Regions from separate parts of the Drosophila melanogaster genome. Here all the other regions are linked to region 3. The links are chromatin contacts, called in public targeted proximity ligation maps. All regions are on one chromosome and are shown on one strand. The core of a region is the stretch at or near the end of the contact, and the rest is flanking DNA. Distances in the headings are between cores, read along the strand shown.

Region 1 (3,067 bases), core at 298-2,797, 330 kb before region 3:
CCATTCCCATGGATTTCGCCTGCGTTTTCGAATTTTTGTAACAAATATTCTGGCAAATAAAGCTATACACGCTATTTGCATTATAAAGCAAACATGTGCGGCGACTATATCTGTGCAGGCCATCTCGCTCGCACTTGACTTACATTGATTCTGTTATATAGTCGTAAAGTTTATTTGCCTTGCCCTTGCATGGTTGTTGTTGTTGATCTAGCCATGTTTTATGGCCACACTAAAAAGTGCACTGGTCAACAAAGATCGGCCAGAGAAAACTTTCTCACAAAACCGTAGCTGGGGGCTATAGCTCCTACTGGGCTGTCGTATAAGTGTCATATAGGGGAGTGTGTATATGGTTTGTATAATTAAATCATACAAACCCCGCCGACAGTCGTAGACAGTTCGTCAGTTAGTCGGATTGTCAAGCGTTATCTGGCGTCGCCATCTTCATCTTGATTTTTTTTGTTTTATGAATTCTATTCGTTAATGAAATTCACATGTTCCCCATCTACAACTCCGAAGCCCCATCTCTATCCCCATTTTTATGTCCGCATGATGGATGTGTCTCAAAAAAGCCCGTTCGTTCCGTTTCTTCTATATTTTTTTTTGAGGGCGCCATTGAACCTTTGAACTTACCTGCTTTTACTGACCGATCAGCCTATCAAGTTAATCCAATTTATTTGCTTAGTGTTTCTATTTCGTTGCGCACTTAAGGTCTGCGTCTCCTAACATTGTGAACTTTCCGTTTAAGGTTTTGTGTATTTTCGTGTATTTGCTTGCTATTATTTTTTGTTCACCTTGCGCCAATAAAACGTCACTTGAGCGTATAGAGTTGTTGCTGTTTTTGCTCAAATTGCACTTGACTTTTAGAACTTTAGGCGAGCGTGAAGCATGTTTAATATATATCTTTTGGGTTGTTTGAGTATGTGTGTTTTTGCATATAGCAGGGTGTACATATATCACAAGGAGGCAATATTTTGTATAATTTTTATTGTAATACAAAGTTTTAAAGTTTTGCAGTATGGTTAAATTTTAATTTAGCTAGAGATATTTCCGTGGGACTTTATTTGGTGCTGTTTTTACGCCTTCTGTGTTTTGAATGCGAGTTTTTATGGAGTGACCACACCTTTGTGTGAGGGCACTCCTGGCTGCGCACGCGCACTTGCCGTAAATTTCTTTATTTCCGCTTTCGTTTGCCGCTTTTGAGTTTTTTTGCAGTGACGTGTTACAGACTGAACTCTACTATTTCAGTTGGCACTACATATACATATTCGTAGTATTGTTACAATTCATTTTATTTAACTGAGTAATTTTTTGATCTTAATTTGCATGTGTTGATTTTTAGCGGCGGCCAAAACAACGTAACGCCTGGGACGTAAGACGAAGACGACGCAACGACGACGGCGACGTGCGATCGAGCGTGCGAGCAAGAAGCGCGAGCTATCACTAAAGACTGATGTTAAGCAGTTCTGCAAAGTGCTCACACCGCTGCGACTCGGCGACTCAGATGCTTTGCAATATCATCCGACGAACGCTCGGTAGCACACTGAGCTGAGACTTCGGCTACCAGAGAAGTAGCAACAACAATATCTCTGGCCGGGGAGATGATACTACTATAAACAAAAACTACAAACTGGTCGAAGAAGCAGTAACAGAAACCGAAACAAAAACAAAAGACTGCAAAAGCGACAAACTCGAGCCCAGCTGGGGTGCGATTGTGTGTGTGAGGAAGAAGACGATTCCGATTCTCTCTAACGGTGATACACCCGAACTCTCAACCCCCAACCGAAAGACAACCAGGGAGAGAGAGAGCGAGAGTGAGACTTAAAAGAGCGACTTTGACTCAAATTGCCTGTCTGTGTGAGCCGCTGTTTGAGTGATGTTAACTCAAATCCGAGTCGATTCGGCTATTGAGTTGTATTCACAGATCAAGCTGAAACTGAGTAAATGCATATGAACATATATTAAAAACGTATAATTACTAACATAAATACGAACTATAACTATAGAAAAGGCACCAACAAATTTAGAAAAAAATGCATGTCGTGTTTGCAATATATATATAAATTGCACAGTTTATTTCTCGGTTAAGATATAATAATAAATTCCTAGTAACTGCGAACAAATATAAGTCGTTTAAGATGTAATCTAAGTCTATTTAGCGTGTTGTTTAATTTGACCAATCTTAAGTATTTCCTTTTTCTTTTTTCTACTTTATTTATAATCAATTTTATTCGTTAGATAAATATAATATAATTTAATAAATTTAACGATTGTTAAGGAACATAGTTTTGTTGATTTAGTGTCCAATGTTATATAACTGGGGAATATTTATGGCAAGCTGATCAAATGTGGTATATAGTAAATTAACAATATAACATACTTGATTAGTTCAAAAAAATAAGATACAATACAATATACAATATTTGCCTCCAAATACATCATTATTTTTCCAGTTGCTCACTTTGAATATTGCACTCGATTGTTTTTCTCAATCGCTCACCATTTTGTGCGGCTTTTGAGTGCTTCACTCACAGGGCACACACTCTCGTGAATATATCTACTCGAAGAATTCGTTACCACATTTGATTGGCTCGATTAACACAATCGGAGCACCGTTATATCCAGTATACTCACACAGACAACCGGTAAAGAGAGCGGCGTGCTCATGAGAGCGGAATCCACTAACACCAGCGCAAAACGGGATCGTGCTGCAGTCGTCGTCGGGTGTTTTAGATAAACGAGCCGATCCCGTTTGCCGTGGGCGAAAACGAGACCGGACTATAAGGCCATCTCCCGTGCATCGGGCGAGTTATATACCCGGCATATATGTTCTCGTTTCGCTGACCAATGCAGAGCAGCTGGCTGAGAGCTACCCATGCAAACGAGAGCGATCAATGAGAGCGATCACTCACACAGACGCATCCATCGAAATCGTATTAGCGGCTTGCCAGTGGGCGTGGTCTATCGATCGGGGAGTTTTAACCCACCACCCACCTCCCCTGAACTCAACAAAAGTCCATCGAACATTGCCCACTTCCAGCGATCTCGACTGAAAGTGCGAATGAGAGGG
Region 2 (3,190 bases), core at 92-2,591, 420 kb before region 3:
TATAATATAATATAATAAGATGAAGCTAACGAGCGCACCAAACCCGCATAAACACCCAATGGGTTAACAAGCAAAACTCAACGATTTTTCAATGCTATCTCAGCTGACAAAGGCAAAGTTCTAAGATCGAAATGAATACAAGTGAACCGATTGCGAGCTCGCAATGAAGTTGCGTTGTATTAAGGATCGAATAACCTTCATTGGTTATCACGAAGGGGTTCCCCTGCGGGCTCATGGGCTCATCTACTCACCTGACGAACGCAAAGTACATGACGGCGAGCACCGAAACAGCCAGCAAGGTGATGGTGTGTGGCTTGTAGAAGAAGTCCAGCGATATGTCGTCCACGGGACGTTCGTTGACGATCACAAATGTCTGGGCGATCTCGTCCTTGCGCTTCCTGCGTGCTCCCGCGCTGCTGACACTGCCATCGCTGCCATCCCGTCGCTTGGTGGGCGTGGCAGGGGCACTGGCCGCGCCTGATTTGTAGGCGGGATGATCCCGCTCAGCATCGCCGGCGGAGGAGAAGGAGGTGTCCAGTAGCGCGTCGCCCGACGAGGTCGGGGTGCCACGTGAATTAGTGCGCTTCTTCATCGCCTAACTACAAATTCGATTATCAAATGTAGGCGGGTGGCGTGATGTGGTTGTTGTTAGGTGGTTGGTGGCTCGGAATCGGTTTGGTGGCTAAGTACATGCGGGGACTGAAGGTTGCGCAACATTCGATTCGATTCCACCAAGACTTGCCACTCGGCTCTCCTCGCAGCGGTTTCTATGGCTCCCGGCTCGAGTGACCTCGATTGCTATGGCGTGGGCACGGCTCCTGGATCCTCGACTCGCGTTCGATCGGCGCACGTTTATTTTATCATTTGCCAGCTACCGTCCGTTGTTGTCAATTAACATGCTGCGCGCGGCTTGGACCAATAAAAATCGACACTTGCCGGCGGTGGTGTTGCCGGAGGGTTGAAATGTGTGACTTGATAACAGGGGCGTTGCCAGATGAATAGCGGAACGTTGGGGGTGATCCAGGTATCTTATGATGACAAATATTTTGTATATTTTCAGATCGTATTCGAAAAGCAGTCATCACCCTACTTTATAACAAGATTATATTGTCACTATTTTAGAGTTATATAGCGTTAGTTATATAACTTAGTTCTTTACCTTATTTTTTCTATATAATAACTTTCTAGGCAGCATTTATGGCATTCCCGAGGATAAAATGATTTTTTGTTTACAAACAGTCAAATAATAATGAGGTCACGCATAACATTATTCAGATTGGATATTTCAACATAGTGGAATCCTGGAACACCCCTAATGCTATGACTGTAGCCCTGAACAGCTGATTGCACTTGTTGACTAAAACGCAATCCACGACTTTGCATTGGTTTCGGAATAAATTGCTTTTAAATCGCTTTATAATGCTGGACAAGGTTAAAAATGTTATCGTAGTGCTATCAGGCAAGGGCGGAGTAGGAAAATCCACAGTGAGCACCCAATTATCGCTGGCACTGCGAAAAAACGGATTTAAGGTAAGCCAAACCATTTCACCACAAAAACATTACCGATGAATTTTGAATGGTACTCATATGAACAATCTATTAGGTTGGTCTGCTCGATATAGATCTGTGTGGACCGAGTGTGCCATATCTATTGGGTCTGGAAGGACGGGATATCTTCCAGTGCGACGATGGATGGGTTCCTGTCTATACAGATGAATCCCAAACCTTGGCGGTGATGTCCATTGGATTTTTATTGAAGAACCGTGAGGATCCGGTCATTTGGCGTGGTCCCAAAAAGACCATGATGATCCGGCAGTTCCTCACCGACGTCAGGTGGGATGAGCTGGATTACCTAATTATCGATACGCCACCCGGCACTTCGGATGAGCACATCACCGTAATGGAGTGCCTGAAGGAGGTTGGTTGCCACGGAGCCATAATTGTGACCACACCGCAGGAGGTGGCCCTGGACGATGTACGCAAGGAGATCACCTTCTGCAAGAAGACCGGCATCAATATCCTGGGCATCGTCGAGAATATGAGTGGGTAAGTTATTTGAGTTTGTTAAGCCGCAAGACAGACAACAAAATAGGATTCATTTTAATTTGTCCTCAAAAAATTGGAACTCCAATGCAATGCAACGAGAACGATATCCATCCCTGACTGAAAAGAGTTTTACAAGCTTCTGATAAGCATTTCTACTGTATTTGATGCTGACTAATTGAAAATGCAAATATACATAGATATTAATTGGACGCCTTTGCGTGTCAAGTTTACGGCAGGGCGACACCTGTGGACTTTAACCAGGTGATAATTATCTCATGTTTGACTAAATTATCTTATATTTGATTGTCACAGGTTCGTGTGCCCCCATTGCACCTCGTGCACCAATATATTCTCGTCAAACGGTGGCGTCTCACTGGCCACTTACGCCCAAGTACCACATCTAGGAACTCTGCCCATAGATCCCCGTGTTGGCATTTTGGCGGGCACCACTACGTCCGTCTTGGATGAGCTTCCGGATTCCACGACAGCGGAGGTGCTGACGCATATAGTTGAGAAGTTGAAAACGATGTTGGTCTCCTAAATAAATACCAACATAACAATTTTGTAAATATGATAGCTTGTTTCATTATTCAGTTTATGAATATAACCATTTTCTTCAGGAAACGATTTAATTTGCCATGGTATTTAATTGGTAAACTTAAATAGGGACTCCCATTGTTAAACACATTTTAGCTTTTGTTTAGCTTTGGTTTCTTTTTCTTTATTTTTGTATGCTTTGGAATGAATGTAGTTGATGAGTTTTGGGTATAATAATTTAAAATTATATGAGTGCGAGCGTTTGATATGTAATCACTCTAATGCAACAATTCTGCGTGTGCAGTAATTATAATTTACAATCAAACTAATACTTTCCAATTATAATTAATAACGTATTCCTTAACTGCTTAACTCCTACTGCTAAACCTAATCGCTTTATTTATTGATTTGAGCATAGTTTAAAGATCAAATTGTATGCTTATCTCTGGACTGACGACAAAGTATAGTTTCTTTTCCTAAGTAGTACTATCATGCAGACTTCATCCACTGTTTTGGTATAATTTTTAAGATCAAAAATCAGTCTGCAGGAGGATGGAATTCACACAGAGAAAAAACGAACTGATAAACTGAGATGGCAACCTGGAAC
Region 3 (3,105 bases), core at 376-2,875:
CAGTAGGGTTCATTTAACAAAAATCGAACTATATAAAGAAATGTTGGAAGAAAACTTTGAGGAATCTGTATATGCAACTGATTAAAAATATGTGCACTATTTTCTTATGGCGTCGTTTCATTTAAAGTTTTTAAAATATGATAATCCTAGAAGGTGGACACATAGTTCGAATTTCAAGGGTTCTAAAAATAGCCTGTTCGCATAAAACCCTGCCAAAAAGTGTTTGCAATGCAATAGGAGGCTAACTAAGGCCATTCCCACGGACCTCAACTATTTGTTATCTGTGATGCAACTGACAAGGTTTTCCACTGGACGAGTCCATTGAGATTCACCTCCATGAGATCCCCCCTCGCAGCGCACACCTTGGTAATATTAGCACACAATATTTTATTACACAAAAATTTATGCAAAAATCAAGAGTAAGAAGAGAACAATAATAAATGGGCAGAGCAGACAGGGCTCAGAACCCTGACAGGCCCTGGAATCAGGCAACTGAAAGCTTTGGCGACGCTCTGCCGACGGCAAACCAAGAAATTCAGGAACGGTTGACTGGATCTTCGGTAATCGAAACTGGGAATACTCTTGTGGGAATTGGAAAGTATTGGTGATTTTCAAAAATATATTCCAAGTGCCTAATGGTATGATTTTAGGATTTTAATAATGTCTCGATAATGCGAGCCGATCTTTGAACATCAACTTTAACAGAATTACATTCTCTTGTCCTTAAATCAATCAAATATAAGCTTAATTGTAAAAAAAAAAAACAAATAAATTCAGGATCATATTTCCATTTTTGAAACAAACCACTAAGCTAGGCACTACCTCTACATAAACTTCTGCACAATTTCTAAAGCAATCAAGTCCTTAGTTCCAAATGAATTCCCCGTGATACCGATCCCCATCCAATCACCAATCGTAGGGTATATCCTTTTAAAACGCTTCCTCGCCGAAATTTGTGTTCAATTATGATACCCCCTATTAGGGTATAAAAGCGCAAAAAGCCAAGCACCGAAACTGTTTTATATGCAAGGCAAGGGCGTAAAAGGTTTTTTTAACGGCCAAAGCCGCAGCTGCAAAACTCAAGTCGCCGGCGTTGATTTATGAAAGTGCACGAGTCGACGTCGATCGGGATCGGAATCAAAGGGGGATAATGCAAATTGCCTGGCCTTTGCAGCTTTGCAACTTATGCAGATCAGTGCGGAGCACACACGTTTGACAGTTTCGCAGCGCTAACAACACCCACGCAAGCTGGATTATGTCGCCCACTCGAACTCGCAACTCACTTGGATGCCCGGATATCCGTAGGCGCTCTGGTAGAGCAGTAGGGTCATATAGACGACGGCGACGGCTAACATCATGGCTTGCAGGATTCGCTTAAAACGTTGCGGTGGCGAGAGCACAGTCAGGCTCATCATACGGTTACGGACCACTACGCGCACATTGAAGCACCGCCGATTTGATCACTGGGTAGGTTTTATATTCCAATATTAGCTGGTTCTTTTCCTGGATCGTATGAATTCTGCTCGATTTCTGAAATTACGATATCTTTTAAGTTTATTTCGATTTCGATATCGCAGCACGCGCGCACTGACGTCTTGCTTGTGGCAAGCTTGAAAAGCAACTGATTGTGGTAGCGCGATCTACTCTTCTCTTCTTCCAGCGAAAATCGTAAACAAAACAAAAACCAGAAAGACCAGTAAGCGGTGAGAGTAGCGAGAGAGAAAGAGAGAGAGAGAATTCCCTTTGAGCTGGTCCAATTGGAAACGTTAGCTGCTCCAATGGGAGCAGCTGGCGCTCTCTCTTCGATCGCGCTCGCTCTCATCCTCTCTCTTTAGCTTGTGCCACAGTAGCTGCCGAAGGCAATTTTCATGTGCTCGTGTGTCGACCCCCACTCAGCCCACTTCTGATCGGAATCGGGGATTCGGAATCGTGTAAGGCAGCCTTTGAAGGTCCCTTTTCCAGGTGGCGGCCGTATCCTTAAAGTAAACATAGTTCAACTGACTTGGCAGCGCTCCAAATGCGGTGACTTCTTGGCTATGTCATATATACCCCCACTCCCCTCCTGACTACCCTGCCACGCCCCACCGCCCACCGTCGGCGACGACAATTCCATTAAAAGTTGTACGTTGTCACTTTGCGTTAACTTATCTGTGGAGCATGTTGTGCGATCGCATTTTTATTGTCGCCATTGTCTCTCGCTCTCTCCATCGCTCTTTCGCCTGGCTTCCCTACCCTGCCCACACAGGGAAGCCTACACACTCTTAAATCATGCACTTGGAACAAAAAGTGCAAGCATTAAACTTTATTTAAACATTCAAGAGCCGCTCCTCTATTTACCATTGAAATTTTATTTCAAATAGAGAGGTCTTTTCAGATTATATTATACCTTTAAGTGGCTTAGAAATAGTTAGACAGTGTATTTATGGATAAGTAATTAATTTAACTAAAAAATACAAACAGAAGAATTCTTTTACAATAATTTCAAACTACTAATTTCTACATCCCTTTCTCGCTCCGTGCATCAAATGCATCCACATCTCACGTGCGTCGGCAGCGTTCTGCGACGTTTCTTTGTCGCTCGGTTTTTGTGTAGCACTTGGCCTGCTCCCCACTTGACAATGCTTTGCATGCCAGGCACCATCCAGCAGTATCTTCCCGTTCCTCCTCCTCTTGCTGCTCTCAGCCCATTCAGCTCGATCCCATTCCATCCCAATCCGAATCCCATCCTACTCCTCACCAGCTTGTCATATTCCATGTTTGTGGCGGCGACAAAAGCTTTTGCGGACACCTCTGCCCGCGTCGACTGCGCTGCCCGCACAATCAGCAACTCGGCATCTTGTTCGCTGTCCCTTTGTGCGCCTTTCGCCTGAATTGCATTAAGCAGAGTCGGCGGAGCACTGCAAGAAAATAGTGAATTCGTATTTAATTCGGTAAGAGAACAGCATAAAAATGTAAACTTTTATCGCCTTGTGTCAGCTGAAAAATCTATCCAACCCTTAATAGTTTAATGTTTTAGATTATTTAAGACTGAGCCCTTTAAATACAAAAGCTTAGCATAAATTTAGAACCATCGACAATTACCCAGGGGCTTTAAAACTGTTTAAC

What was found.
Region 1: a targeted proximity ligation map of the S2 cell line shows a contact between it and region 3, with 6 times the contacts expected there. A contact is called at or near these places in 1 of 107 Hi-C or Micro-C datasets (embryo) and 4 of 7 datasets of targeted methods (the Kc167 cell line and the S2 cell line).
Region 2: a contact with region 3 is called in a targeted proximity ligation map of the Kc167 cell line, with 4 times the contacts expected there. A contact is called at or near these places in 1 of 107 Hi-C or Micro-C datasets (the Kc167 cell line) and 1 of 7 datasets of targeted methods (the Kc167 cell line).

The regions. Positions count from the first base shown.
Region 1 is chr3L:20,619,112-20,622,178 of dm6, forward strand. knrl (knirps-like) reads right to left here and starts at 1,548. Exons shown (of 4, transcript NM_176374.2): 1 at 631-1,548.
Region 2 is chr3L:20,525,235-20,528,424 of dm6, forward strand. It overlaps Nubp2 (NUBP iron-sulfur cluster assembly factor 2), which reads left to right and starts at 1,342. Exons shown (of 3, transcript NM_140986.3): 1 at 1,342-1,530; 2 at 1,604-2,046; 3 at 2,359-2,676. The coding sequence starts at 1,420. The coding sequence ends at 2,587. Pss (Phosphatidylserine synthase) reads right to left here and starts at 940. Exons shown (of 6, transcript NM_001275189.1): 1 at 252-940. The coding sequence starts at 592. It overlaps Rcd2 (Reduction in Cnn dots 2), which reads right to left. Exons shown (of 3, transcript NM_140987.3): 3 at 2,738-3,190.
Region 3 is chr3L:20,947,887-20,950,991 of dm6, forward strand. fng (fringe) reads right to left here and starts at 1,626. Exons shown (of 7, transcript NM_079467.3): 1 at 1,284-1,626. The coding sequence starts at 1,415. It overlaps lncRNA:CR45243 (long non-coding RNA:CR45243), which reads right to left and starts at 2,897. Exons shown (of 1, transcript NR_125030.1): 1 at 2,473-2,897.